Linked DNA regions of Hordeum vulgare: all the other regions are linked to region 2. A link is a contact called in public Hi-C data. All regions are on one chromosome and are shown on one strand. The core of a region is the stretch at or near the end of the contact, and the rest is flanking DNA. Distances in the headings are between cores, read along the strand shown.

Region 1 (2,700 bases), core at 152-2,651, 430 kb before region 2:
ATTGCGGCTAGCCTTTTTGCTGCCCCCTTTTCTTCTCTTTGGATTTTGTGGGAGACGCGCGCATATGATAGGTTGCACCAAAGTAGAACCTGAGGAAATCCTAGATGGGGGAGGGTCTCTTAAGTCTTAACTGGGGGTGGCTCCATTCTAGAGATTATTGGGCATGATTTTTGCAAGATGGGGCCATACATACATAACATGGGGTACAAGAGGAAAAATGAACAACGCATATGTAAAAGTAGTACAAAAAATGCAAGAGGTAAATTTGTTCTGGATCAAGTTTGGATCAAGATTTTGGAGATGAAGCAAGTAATCAAAATCAGATTATGTATATATGTATGTATTTATTTATTTATTGTTGACTGTCAGGCTCAGGCATGCAAGCTGAGTGTGAAACCCTAGCCGAGTTCACACCTTGGCCAGCCGGCCAAACTACCTTAAAGGGGGAATAAAGAACAAAATAAAAGAACAGAAAAGGCATGAATGAATGAATGGCCAGCGAGCAATTCAGGGAAGCGAAATCTAGCCCGCCCCCAAATCTTGATCCAAGATCACAGAAAAACCAAGACACGGATTAGGCAGCAGTCAGAAAAGAGAGACCAAGAACTCGCCAAAAGGGTCACCCAAGATTTCAGATCAAGGCACGGAAAATGAGAGAGATAGAGAGAAACTAACGCAGTCCAACTCACCCTTTCTTGGTCTTGTCACCCTCATCGCCCCCCTTGCCTTCCTCCCCGTCGCCGTCCTCCTTCTTGCACCTCCCCGCCGAGTCCCCCTCTCCGGCGCAGAGGCCTCCTCCCGCCTCGCTGGAGGAGGACGACATGGACGACGTGGCGTTGGGCGTCCCCCCGCCGGCGCTGGGAGTGAGGGCGCTGGGCGTGGTGTCCACCACCAGCTCCCTCTTGACGACGTCCTCCTCGGCCGGCAGCTCCAGCGCCCTGCACAGCAGGTCGTAGTCCATGGGCGTCTGCAGGTAGTCGGCGAGCCAGGACGCCTGCTGCTCCTGCTGCTGCTGCTGCTGCATCCCCGGCCCAGGCCGGTGCGTGAAGAGCGACGCGAGCTCGTCCTGGAACTGGAACTCGCCCGACATAGGCGCTAGCTATGGTATGGTAGGTGTATCGCTTTGCTCTTGTCCGTTGGAGATAGATGGTGCAGGAGCCCGAATCTCGATTGCTCTTGGGATTGGGGCTGTGGCTGGCGCTGGGCTTATGAAACTGAAGGGAGGAGGAGAGGGATCGAGAGGGAAGCAAGCATATGGGGGAGGTACTAGTAGTGGTGGTATGGTGGTGCAGTGATTAGTGAGGCAAGCCGAGGAGACAGCGAGAGGTGTGTGTGTGCGCGCAACGCAAGAGAACGAGACGGAGCGCAGCTCTTGGCTATATCTTGGGGATTCAGAGAGAGAGAGAGGGAGCGGTGATGTAGTATAGAGAGAGAGGGAGATGGTTGGGTGGGGGGATTTTTTTTTTCTCATTGGCTTTTCGGCTTGCTTTTGTGAAAGAAACAAGGGCTAATTGATTGGGCCCAAAAGAGAAGAGATAGATGAGATAGATGTCCATTCCTTCCTTGGCCTCTTTCCCTCTCATTTGGTTTCTTCCTCTCGGTTTTAACCGCAAGATACTCTATGCTTAGATCTCAGAGTCCAGACCTAGCTAGCTACAAGAGCGAGTATAATAATTACTAATTCTAATTCTAATGGCACCGTAATGTAGTGTAGTAGTGTAATGTAATGGTGGGGGTGGGAACGGTCCACGGTCACGGGCGGGGGCTGTGGTGAGTCAGCGGCGTGCACCGGCGGTAGCCGGTCACATGTTAGGGGTCAAAGCGCGGGCTCCGCGGTCAATCGTTCAGACGGATGGGGCATGACACGTGTGCGTCGCCCTTTGACCGGGCCCTACGCGCCCACGCCAGCGTGATCTCTGCCCTGCGCCCTCCGATCTCGATCTGTAGAGCTGACGGCCGGTGATGCAGGCTGTGGCGGTGGCATTGCATCATGCCATACGATGTCGTCGATGAGAGACCGAGGGAATAAACATGCGCGGGGTCCATCTGGCGGTGGCAGGTGGGGCCGGTTTCCGTCCGGAGACGGTGCGTGCATGACTCTGCACGTCGTCCTTCCGATCGATCCCTGTTTCGGCTCCCGTTTCGCTGCAGGAGAGGCGCGTATGGAGGAAATCCAATCCACTCCAATCCAGTCATAAAAAGGGATCGAAGTGACCGGGGACCTAAGTTTTAAGTGAGACTGCTACTGTTTGGTCACTCACTCGGCTCCCACAATCATGACAAGTGCATGCTACGCATATATACCATCCGATCGTTTATATCGCAAGGGCAAGGAGTAGTAGCGGCAGTGTCTATTTCCGCTCCGTTCGAGTCTGCTGTTTCAGGGCATGATTCATTTTCGTGTGCGTCAACTTTCAGAATCTTTATATATATACGTCTTCGAGTGTCCGATTGAAGCGATACAAACATGGTCACAGTTTGTGCATACATATAAAGCGTGTGAATCCGAACAGAGAACGCCGCACGTCATAGGATATACTATATACATCTATCGGCTGTCCAGCTCGTGCACCGGTTTTTTGCGTGTGCCGTGGCGGTGCGCCTGGCCTGAGACCGTGGTACGCGGCGCGGCGCCAGCTCTGCGTCCCGACGTCCCATGTGAAAAGCGATGGGTCGCAAGCATGGCCTCCACGTCGTCCA
Region 2 (2,700 bases), core at 131-2,630:
ATGTCGTTAGTGCAGTTGGAACTTTCACAGACAAGTTAGTAGGTCTTGGGTTCAAGCTCATGCGGTTGCGGACGTATCTTACTTTTTACTATTTTTAAATAGAACGAAAAAGGCAAATCGATGGACCGGTCCAGTAGCAGAAGAGGGGATGCGCTCCAGGCACCGGTTTGCCCACGGAGCATCAACACTCGCACACAAGATAAGACACTCGCACACATCCTCACAAGATAAGACAGTTTTTTGTGTCTCACGTCACCTCGCTCGCTTGATGGATGGGAAAAAACCAATAACTGCTGTTTTCAGTTTCTCAGAGATTTTATTTAGAAAACATCTTCATGGATTACAAAAAACAAAAAAAGATTATTTTAAGAAACTGAAAATAGTTAGAAATATGAAAAAACAACAACACATTTTTAAGAACAAATCACATATTTAGCATTTTATTATGATTTTAGAAAATTCCACGAATTTGTTTCTTTCAGGAATTAGAAAAATCGTGAATTCATAAAAGATCCTAAATACAAAAAAGCATCTGCAAGAAACCAAAAGATTGTAAAAATGATCGTATTTCAAAAAATGCTCTCATTATAAAAAAAGTCATAATTTTTAAATTTTGTTCATGAGTTAGAAATATGTTCGTGTTCTTTTAAAATTGTCCGCGTTTCCAATTTTGTTCAGGATTTTTCAAAACTGTTCTTAGTTTTTAAAATTTGTTCTCAAGTTTAAAAAATATTCATGCTTTAAAAATTATTCGTACTTCAATATTTGTTCAGGCATTTTGAAAATTGTTCTCCGTTTCAAAATTTTGTTCTCAAGATTCAAAAAATGTTTATGCTTTAAAAATGTGTTCGCTCTTCCAAATTTATTCGGGTTTTTTGTAAAAATTTCTCGGTTACAAAATTTGTTCTCAAAACTGAAAAAATGTTCGTGCTTTAAATTTTTTCGCATTTATAAATTTGCTTGGGTTTTTCAAAATTGTTCTCCTTCTTAAAATTTTGTTCTAAAGATTCAAAAATTGTTCGTTTCATTGTTCGTGCTTCAAAATTTGTTCATGATTTTTCAAAAGAACAGGTAACAAAAAAGGAAAAAGTAACAAAAAAGGGAAAAAAGTAACACAAAAAAGAATAAACAAGTAACAAATTTGTTCACGATTTTTCAAAAGAAAAGGTACAAAAATATTGTTCGCGATTCCAAATTTGTTCATGGTTCCAAAAGAAAAGGAAAAAGGTAAGAAAAACGAACCAAAAAAGGAAATAAGCAGAAAAGGAAAAAAGTAAAAGAAAAATGGAAACGAAGCTGGGCCAGCCCAGTTGTGGCACCCCCCTCCGCGACGCAGGACTCCGTGCAGCAAAGAGCGGCAGGAGCTCCACGGAGCAGGGTGCTCTTGTTCGATGCTGAGGTCGCCGGCTAGCGATACTGACACTCGCATGCCTCGTGTAATGGGCTAGCCCAGAAGACACAGTGAGGAGCGAGGAACGTTATCGAAAAAAAGGGTTCAAAATATGGAAGAATCAGGAGTCGATCCGTGCCTGCGTGTACCCAAACCAACGACCATAGCCACAAGGTCGAACTGTCCCGATGTCGATTCGAATGACAAAACCTTCTTATTATTTACCAACCTGTTATGCAGAATATTTTATGGTAAAATGAAAAAAAATGAAAAATGAATCCACAATAAAAATGTGAATTTGAAGAAAGTTAATAAAATTTAAAGGTTCGTGTAAACTGAAAAGAAATATAGAAATTTGCGAACACTTCACGAATTTGCAAAAAGTTCCAAAAAATTAGGATAAAGTTCTTGAAATTTGAAAAAAATCACTAATTTGAAAAATGTTCATCAGTTTACAAAAATTTCATTGATTTCAAACAATAAGTTTGCCAATTTAAAAGGTGCATTAATTTTGGTAAAAGTTTGTCGATTTGAAAAAATTATTTAAAATTGCAAAATAATTCATCGAGTTGAAAAACTTCATGGATTTCGACAAGAAGTTCACCGAATATTTAAAAAGTTTATGGATTTTGAAAACCGTTCATAAAATTTGAAAAAAGTTCATCGATGTTTTTAAAAAAACTTCATGGACTTTGAGAAAAAGTTCATCAAATTTGAAAGATGATCATGGATTTTGACGAAAGTTCATCAAATTTGAAAATATGCATAATTTTTTTTAAACAATTTCATGGATTTTTAAAAAAAGTTCATCAAATCTGAAAAAAGGTCATCGATTTTTTTTAAAAGTTCATGGATTTTGACAAAAGGTTCACTGAATTTTCATTTTTTTCAGTGGGTTTGTAAAAAGTTCATTGAATTTGAAAAAATGTTCAGTTGAATTTGAATGGAAATTCATCAAAACTGAAAAAGAACTTCATAATATTTTAAAAAATCATCGAGTTGAAACAACTTCACGCATTTTTATAAAAATAAAAGTAAAACAGAAAAGAATCAGGAAAACATTACACAAAATAAAGGGCACTAGCAAAAGGCCCCGTGCGTTGCAACGGGAGAAAAAAACCACCATCTTAAGTACTAAGTCAGTAATTTTCAAAGAAATAAAATGCATTCCCAAATGGCAGGACTATTGGTATGGCAGATAAACGCACACTGGATTTATTTCAAGCGTGATGACGCACTGATACATCCATTCAAACATAAATATAGTGCTGATATCACAACTTCATTAAGAAAAATAGAGTATAGCTGCA
Region 3 (2,700 bases), core at 122-2,621, 490 kb before region 2:
TCTTTTTGTTTGCTACAAAGGTTAGCAGTTTCCACTAGATGTTTTCTATAGGCGAGATGCATTTGCTATTTAAATCTTCTACGGAGGCTCTGAATGCATTAACCCCAAGGTAGTAGGACATTGATGATATTACCTGTATGCAGGGTGTGAAAGAAGTTTTGGTTAAACTTGGGTCACAAGGATCTGCTCTGTTTGTTGAGGGAGAGGAGCCAATTAGACAGGCGATAATACCCGCCACAGAAGTAGTGGACACCACCGGTGCTGGCGACACCTTCACGTCAGCTTTTGCCGTGGCTCTGGTGGAAGGGAAGCCTAAGAAAGAGTGCATGAGATTTGCTGGTACTAAAAGCACCCTCCAGTCAAAAATTGGTTCTGATGTATTGCTGACATGTTGATTTGAGGTTTTTATTTTCTTGATTTTTTTCAGCCGCCGCCGCCTCACTGTGTGTTCGGGTAAAGGGAGCCATTCCCAGCATGCCTGACAGGGAAACCGTGATGAGCCTTCTAGAATCCGTGCAAGCCGAATAACCGGAGAAAATGGTGACTTTAGCCGCCCTATTCATCAGCAATAATGTGAGCTGTTAAGCCTCAATCTCCTTTCTGGGTTCATTTTGTTTCGGGCAATGTATATTTGCGGCCCCGCTTCAAGTTATGGCGGAGGAAATAAGAGAAAATGGCATTCCTCGTGCCGTGCCGTCCTCCGTAGAAGTTCAGGAGTTGTAGGTCTGTTGCTTTTATAGTCGTTCCCTGTTACGCCATAGCATTTCTACTGTTAGGCATTGCCTGTTATCCTTCTGGACCGAGAAAATTCCCGTTGTTAGAAGTCATTAAACTTGGCAAAACCACCATGCCCTGAATGCAGGAGCTGCTTTTTTGCTGTGAAGCACCGGTGACGCTGAAGGCGGTTAGTAAGGTGTCATTGTCTTAGCTCCAATCTAACAAGCATTCCTTTTTGCAGGATCGGCTAAAATTCCGACGGATCCAGTGAGCTCCTTCCGCACCCTCGTGTGCCGCCCCCAGCCCAGTAACGCGTTAGTAGTATTCTAGAAAGGGAAACGCATTTTCGGGAGCAAATCCCGCACCCTCGAAATAAAAAAAAAGCACGCCTGAACCAACGGTTTCACTTCAGAAAGATCGAATGAACAGTTTTCATATCTGGCCTCGTGGTGGAGCTTTCCGAGCTCCGACGGCGACTCTGGCACAGGTCAAATCGTAATCTTATTTGCTAAGCCGGGCCGATGCTAACCACTCGATGCTGTCATCGATAACGATAGCCATCCGTCTTTTTCGACCCGGTCGTGGCCCGCTGCCGATCGCCGTTGCCGCAGGCCGATCACTGCCACGCCACCGGTGAAAAGCCTCTCGCTGCTGCACCGTCGCCACCGGAGGAACGACGCACGGCTCGACTGACTGACTGCTCCTGGCAGCTAGTAGATCCTCCAGAATCCAGTAGCTGGTAACGTTTTGTGCAACTTCCGGGGGATATCTGATCTGACGACGTCCGTCCAATCGAACGTCTGATGTGCCTCGCCGTACGACGCCGACGGCCAACGTTTTCCCGACGAATCCACCGACAGCCAACATTTCTCACGGCTTTCTGTTTTTTCCTTGTCATCAGTCTTGCCTCGCTTTCCGGGAGTAAGTGATCGCCCAGAACGCCCGTCCGTCCTTGGGAGGGAGGTAATATGGGTTCAGTTTGTGCTTTCTCGCTACTGCTGTGACGGAGCCATCGCATCGCATCGCACGGCCGCTCGCCATTAAGCTCGTCCGGGACGGTGGTGGTGGTGTGGCCACTTTGAGTCTTCCTCAAGGCTGCAACCTGAGACGAAACCAACGGATGGATGGATGAATTATCTATGGTGGATCGCTCAACAAAACAAAGGCCACGTCGCTGTCGCAGATGGCTTAGCAATCCAGCTTCCTCTCGCAATGCAATGCAACGCAACGCAACACCGTCCGGATAGTTAATGCACGTGTCTTGTCACGCCTAATCAATCTATTTATATTTATATATCATATTTACAGTATATATATGTACATATGCTTCCGTGCCGCGATCACATACCTCTGCAGCAGTAGCAGCAGGAGAGTGGTATGGTACTCGTACGACAGTAGTACTATACGGGTGAGCAAGGGGAAAGGCATATATGCGTGCTTGACCGTAGCAGAGATGTACGTACGTTCATCTGGATCTTCTCGGATCTCGATGCCACTGGTATTTTTCTCTTGTTTTGGCATGAGTCAGAGTCAGATTGGCCGGGCCGGTCAAGAGTCAAGACCTTCCTTTGTACTCCCTCTGTTTTTAAATATAAGACCTTTTAGAGATTTCATTATGGACTATATACGGATTTATGTAGTCATATTTTAGGTATAGATTCACTCATTTTGTTTCGTATCTAGTTTATAATAAAATCTTTAAAATATCTTATATTTAAAAACGGAGGGAGTAGCAGCCAGCCGGCCATGTCGTTTGGAGGTATGCAGCGGAGCAATGGCCGTTGCGGGGAGCGGAGTTATAGCGGTGGCCTTGACTTCCCTTGCGTTCAAAGCTACTCCTACATGCCTCTGTCCAACCAGTTTGTTCAAGCTAAGCTAATCAATGCACGACGTGACGCCTGCGCTCCATCCTGTTCCTCCTTTATACTACTGTAGCAAAAGGCCCGTGCGTTGCAACGGAAGAAAAAATATCACACGCTTTTA

What was found. Hi-C and Micro-C count contacts between places; a contact is called where the count stands out from the background.
Region 1: a contact with region 2 is called in a Hi-C map of leaf, with 5 times the contacts expected there. The contact joins the promoter of LOC123444042 here to the enhancer-like site in region 2. A contact is called at or near these places in 3 of 6 Hi-C or Micro-C datasets (leaf and seedling) and 1 of 1 datasets of contacts at active chromatin or transcription factors (embryo).
Region 3: a contact with region 2 is called in a Hi-C map of leaf, with 2.7 times the contacts expected there. The contact joins two enhancer-like sites. A contact is called at or near these places in 3 of 6 Hi-C or Micro-C datasets (leaf and seedling).

What each region holds. Positions count from the first base shown.
Region 1 is chr3H:416,547,399-416,550,098 of MorexV3_pseudomolecules_assembly, forward strand. It overlaps LOC123444042 (probable WRKY transcription factor 48), which reads right to left and starts at 1,402. Exons shown (of 3, transcript XM_045120644.1): 1 at 690-1,402. The coding sequence starts at 1,090.
Region 2 is chr3H:416,976,796-416,979,495 of MorexV3_pseudomolecules_assembly, forward strand. It overlaps the pseudogene LOC123440073. Among protein-coding and RNA genes, the nearest start is that of LOC123444043, 200 kb to the right of the region's middle. Within about 2 kb of position 1,381, at least 3 of the 3 cell types and tissues checked have open chromatin away from gene starts, as enhancers often do. A contact at or near this core is called in leaf and seedling, where this site is marked.
Region 3 is chr3H:416,487,455-416,490,154 of MorexV3_pseudomolecules_assembly, forward strand. LOC123444041 (ribokinase) reads left to right here. Exons shown (of 5, transcript XM_045120643.1): 3 at 144-339; 4 at 428-573; 5 at 959-1,154. The coding sequence ends at 528. Among protein-coding and RNA genes, the nearest start is that of LOC123444041, 10 kb to the left of the region's middle. Within about 2 kb of position 1,372, at least 3 of the 3 cell types and tissues checked have open chromatin away from gene starts, as enhancers often do. A contact at or near this core is called in leaf and seedling, where this site is marked.